Linked DNA regions of Anas platyrhynchos: region 1 is linked to region 2. A link is a contact called in public Hi-C data. All regions are on one chromosome and are shown on one strand. Each heading gives the region's core, a stretch centred on a gene start, on an enhancer-like site or on the middle of the called end of the contact. The rest is flanking DNA. Distances are from core to core; before and after follow the strand shown.

Evidence for each region. A called contact is a pair of places that touch in the nucleus more often than the background predicts.
Region 1: a contact with region 2 is called in a Hi-C map of subcutaneous adipose tissue, with 3 times the contacts expected there. The contact joins two enhancer-like sites. A contact is called at or near these places in 5 of 8 Hi-C or Micro-C datasets (F1 follicle, liver, skeletal muscle and 1 more).

What each region holds. Positions count from the first base shown.
Region 1 is chr6:28,803,826-28,806,635 of IASCAAS_PekinDuck_T2T, forward strand. The region is part of intron 5 of SH3PXD2A (SH3 and PX domains 2A); the gene reads right to left. Among named protein-coding and RNA genes, the nearest start is that of SH3PXD2A, 130 kb to the right of the region's middle. Within about 2 kb of position 1,511, at least 1 of the 8 cell types and tissues checked has an H3K27ac peak or open chromatin away from gene starts, as enhancers often do. A contact at or near this core is called in subcutaneous adipose tissue, where this site is marked.
Region 2 is chr6:28,718,283-28,720,982 of IASCAAS_PekinDuck_T2T, forward strand. It overlaps SH3PXD2A (SH3 and PX domains 2A), which reads right to left. Exons shown (of 15, transcript XM_072039762.1): 11 at 766-883. Among named protein-coding and RNA genes, the nearest start is that of NEURL1, 170 kb to the left of the region's middle. Within about 2 kb of position 1,314, at least 1 of the 8 cell types and tissues checked has an H3K27ac peak or open chromatin away from gene starts, as enhancers often do. A contact at or near this core is called in subcutaneous adipose tissue, where this site is marked.

The DNA.
Region 1 (2,810 bases), core at 261-2,760, 86 kb after region 2:
TGTGCTGTGGGTGTGACATCACTGTTAAAACAGCCCCCTGCTTCAAGATGGTGTAAGAGATTGTTTGTGTCAGTGCCTGGTTCATCTGGGGAAGGAAACAAAGTTTAACAGCACTGCCATTAAAAGGCAAATCAAAAAAAAAATCATATTGACCTCAAATACCTGCCTGTTTACTTGCACTAAAACAGCTCAAATCATGCCAACTGGTTTCTTAAGGTGACCAGCATTAAAAACGAAGCACCTCTGGAAAAAAACAACAGAAGGTCATCCTTTTATAGACATTCAAAAGTGCATTGTGCTGAATGTAAAAGCATCAAGGCATGCCAAATACAAAAGTACCATCACACACTAGGAAACAGTGCAAAGTCTGAGTAGATCTTAAATTTTACAGCCCAGTTTAGGTACAAAATTGGAGGTTGTTCAGACCCGCTCCCACAGAAAACAGCGAGTTTCTCCTCGTTCCTTTTATGTAACTCCTGACAATTCTCAGTCCAGACATTAACTTTTAATTCACCTCGTACTTCTCCAAAGAGGGTGTGTGTGGTATTTCCAATATCTTTTTCCGTGTTCTCAGTCCATAAAAGTGAAGAGAAATAATGAATGAATTTAATTATTCCCATCCAGTCTGCTGGCTATAGAAGAAGACCTTTTAATTTGGCTAAAAGAGAAATTACTTGTTCCTTCAAAATGCACACTGCCTCACAGGTACTGCTGGCCTGGAATATGAAGGATCCCTATGTTTACTAGGGTAAATGGCCACTGGCAGCTTATTACTGCTGTAACTGTTCACGCTGTGTCTATGTCTTAGCAGATGTGGGTGGAAGGAAAATGTCATCCCTTCTTGGGAATCACACCCCCTTCTTTTAGGCTGCTGCTCTGGCTTGCTCAGGAGCTCACAAGCTCAGAATATCGACCAGGTTCTGCACAGCTCATGTCCTGCAGTCTGCTTGTGTGCACTGTTTTCTCCCTTTGTGACTTAAAATGCCAGAAGCTGGATAATATGAATTCACTCTCAGGAGGAACGATGCCTCTCCTATCAGTGGCATGCCTTCCATGCCTGGCTGTGAGCTCCTCCACGTGGAGCAGCACCTACAGGCTGGGATGGGGAACGAGAGCAGCCCTGCGGTCCCCAGAGGTCTGCGTGTCCTGAACTGAGGTCTCCGCCGTGGTGTCCAGCCAAGCAAGACCAAAGGCAATGCAGACACACAGCATATCACACCAGGCTGCAACCACAGTGCATAAACACGACTGTAAATGTGAAACACAAAGATCTGTGCTGCTCTCGGCTCCCAGTACTGAGCCAAATTCAGACTATTCATACTATTTTGAATAACCTCTCCTTGCTAAAAAATACTGCAAGGTCAAAAACCAAAATCTGGGCATATCAGCTGTGAGAGGCAGCAGCAGGGATTATGAATCAGAAAGCGAAATCGTGTCCTGCTGCCAATAACCTACTTATTAATGATTTCTTCCCCAGTCATCCTCTGGGACCAAAGCTAATTCCTGGAACAGGGCCTCCCTGCATTGCATCCGCTGGCTCTCCGGCAGCAGCTACCAGCTCATCCTCGGCTCCCAGTGCTGGTACCAGAGCAAACAGCCAAACCCTGCTTGCCCGGCACTGCAGAGGTTTGAAGGGAGCTCCCAGGGCCCCTCTGGTACAATCCTTATCTAGCAAGCAATACCGTGTGCAGCACCAGAAACTCAGCTCTCCATTTAACGCAGCTAGGATAAAATCCTTCAAGCTCCGCCGTGCATCCCATCCATTAGCGGTGCCTGGGGAGCTGTGCTGAGGCCTAGCTCATGATTAGATAAAAGCTTTTCCTTCTAAATCACTGTCCAGAATAAAAACCAAGGGTCTGGAACAGTGAACTCCACATATAGTAGAGGTCAGGCACGTCCCCTCTGCTGGTTATTTATGCGCCTTTGTTCTACACTGAAGAATGCGAGGTTTTGTGGTAGGGAATATATTTCATTTCTTTGTAGTGATAATGACACCAAGCCTCTTCACCCAGTAAACATGAAGAAAAGGGAAAATGCTCTGGTTTTACCCAAGAAACACCTTTACAATAGATCTGTGAAAATATTAGTTCAGAGCCCTGCGTGTACCAAAACAAACCTGGGATGGTGATGGAGAAGGAATGTCGGTGAGTTTTGGCTACCTCTTCGTCCCCAGCATCTGAAGGCCAACTCATGCCGAGCAGGTTCCAGGATCTCTCTAACCAGTGGAGGAACTGTTCAAATTGCAAACATTACTTCGCCCCTGACCCCTCTGTTGCCTGCCCCTTCTTTGAAGGGTCTTCAAAGTACATTGAGGAAGCCAAGCAAGCAGCTGAAATCCTGGGGCACACAAGAGGAGGCTGCATGCACAGAGGGGACCCCATGTGCCGGCCCTGGGGCTGTGGCTCAAGGCCATCCCTGAAGAAAATCTGGGAAGACTTGAAAGCTAACAGAAAAAAATGGTAAGAAAGCTGAAAATACGTCTCCAGGAGCAGTTTTGCTCAATGCTTAAAGTCAGGAACATCTCAGCAGCAAAAACACAGTTCAGGCTGGGAACCACTGGGATCAGACCATGCTGTGAACACTTCTGAGCATCTCAATGCTGCCAGGGCCATATGGCCATGGCCACGTTACCTTCACAGCTGAGCACCCAGAAATGTGGGTGAATCTCACTCCTCAGGCACCAGAAGAGCAGGGATGAGCTGCCGTGGCATTTCACAACGGCCAGCGGAGCAAAAACAAGTACCTGGCCCAAAGTCACAGAGGAAGAGCAGAGACCGGGGTTTTGTTTCTCGGTCTCTCAGAGATCCCAG
Region 2 (2,700 bases), core at 64-2,563:
AAGGGGCAGAATCACAACAGAGCACTAAAACCCAAGTGCTCCATGGACCCAAATGGAGAAAGATCTCATTAAGTACTTCTTACACCTTATACCACTGTCTTAGACACACCTGACCTACATTTTCCCATAAAAATCCCTTTAAGTCACAAGTCTGTCCTCTATGACTGCTATTTCAAATACATAACAAAGGTAGATACACAATGACAACTTCGCCTGCCCTTCAACCACAGCCCCTCTGCTTGCCTGAATACCTGATCTGGATAGGCAGAAGTCAGGCAAATTGATGGATTCGACTTATCAACTAGTAAGTTTGGAAAAGGGCCACAGCCAAAGTTATCTTTTCTGTCCCAGGGAATAACACCACCTGCCCAAATAGCTCAGCAGACCACAGTCAGCCTTTCACGGTTGCTATAAATAGATTTAAATGGGCTGCAGAAAACCTCCCATACCAGAAGCACATTAAAATCACACACAACAGAAATCACTGTTAGGGCTCTCGTATCAACTCAGAGATGGGCTTTTAACTTGAAGGAAGAAGAAAACATTGAGAAGTTAAGGAATTTCCCCCACTCGAAGTCTACAGCTTTTGCATACACTGTGCTATTTCTTTAATCAGCATGGCCTTAGCCTTTTCTTTACATTCCTTCAAGATGCAAGAGGGGCGTCCTCACGAACAAGAATTACTTATGTACTAACATTAAGCAAACGATCAGAAAAGCTCATTGCCACAGGTTCTGCAGCAATGTGGCCGTGCAGCTGCTTTACCTGATGTACCACCATCCTTCCAGGTTCTTTTGGATGACCTCCACGGTGACCCCTTTTTCGAACCCAATCTCATCCTTCCCCTGGCTGGCGTACGGCTGGATGGTGACATATTTCTCTTCTAGTGAAGGGAGAAAAGGCAACATCAGTTAGGGTCAGGATTAGTCCAGCTGTTTTTCTGTTCTGCTTGCTTTTAAACTGTTGTGCAGCGATTACGTGGAGCCATTACAAAAGGCGGAGCCCAGCTCAGGGGCCCACTGATTATTTATGCTGACGACATGATAGATAATCAGCCCCTTGCCACTGCCCTGCTGCTGATAATCACCGAGCATTTCCATGCCAATAATGACACAAAGTCCCCTGAGAGTTTCCCCCCCTCCCCAAGTTCCTCGAGCGGGTAAGAAAGAGGATTTGAAGCTGGACTTAACTCCCATACTGTAACTTGACAGAATCAGCCCGGCTGCCAAATCAGCCGAGCGTCACCGCGGGAGCTCCAGCCAGTTGGCTCTTTTGAACACGCACATGGTTGCACGAAGCATTGTGTTACTGAAACCCGAGCCCTGTATCCTGAGAGGGACCGATGCTCCCCAGCTCCAAGGGGCTGGCCCAGCACGCTCGCTGCTCTCCCCGCAGCTCCAGAGCGGCGTGGGGCTACAGGAACGAGCTTGAAACACCATTAAAAGAAGTGACATGTGAACAAAAGGGGTGTGCATTTAACAGGAGACCATACATCATCTTGCATTCATGGGTTGTGAAGTGTTTGCAAACACGCTTCTGCAAGACCTCACTCCAGAGAAGTACGCAGGTGGCAGTGGGAAAGGAGGGCCAGAACCGAGACACGTACTTCAAAAGCACAGGCTGGATTTCAAGCAGGGGGGTTAAGCCAAAAACTTAGCTGCTGGAGGTGGATGGGGGATGCTATCTCCTTTCCAGGCTGGGCAGAAGTGAGCCAACTTGCTGAGCACAAGCCAATGAACAGAGCAAACACTTTCTCAGCATCTTCCTCTGCCCACCAGGAGTCACTTACTGCAACACCTCCATCATGCTCGGGGTCAACCTTTCCCTCCGTTAGCTTGAAAAATTACAACTGGCATTGAAAACATGAAGTGCCAGCCTCGCTTTGCAGCAGCAGACGTGGAAAAAGTTACCAAACCCTTCTCCTGAACCCAGGCTGCAGTGCATGTAACAGCATGAGTTTCTGTGGCTAGATCAAAGGCAGGGAAGGCAAGCAATAAAGCACACCCCAACCGGCCTTCCTAGCCCTTTCTGCTGGCAGTCACAACAAGGCACGGCCAGGAACAAACAGGGGGCTGTCAGTGCACAGGAACTGGCAGGAAATTAAGCGAATGCAGAGTTCCTGATCGCTGCAGAACAAAGGAGCTATGAAAAGGTTGCAGCAGCTTGAGGCAAGCGCTCGTTTGGAAAGAGCGAAGCAGACCCAGCCATCTGTTTGGTCTTGTGGCTCAAATGCATTTTGTTGCTGGGAGAAACATGGAAACTTAGAAAAGCCTTACTGAGACAGAGTAAGAAATAATACCTCTGAAATGGGGGGAAAAAAACATTGGCAGAGCATCTGGTGGCAGAAAATTCAGCAAAACTGCATCTCATAAGCCAACTTCCTTTGACGGGTCACAGTAGAGCTTTCTAACTCCGATGGAATAAAATCCATCGGAATCTTTGTCCCCAAGAGGAAAATATTCTCTCCTGCTCCCTGTTAATGCAGCCACTTTATTACTGCTAAGGAGTTTCAGCTAGTTTGTAATTAGCACCATCAAGATACCACACCTTCCCCACAGACACGAAACCCAACTTCAAAGTCACAGGACAGTTCTCTGTGCTGTGTTTCTGCTTTGCATGGTAGAGGCAGGCTTATTTTTCCTCTTTTTTTAAAGTGACTTCTGCTAAAAGGAGCTGAGAGTCTGGTTTCTACCACCTGCA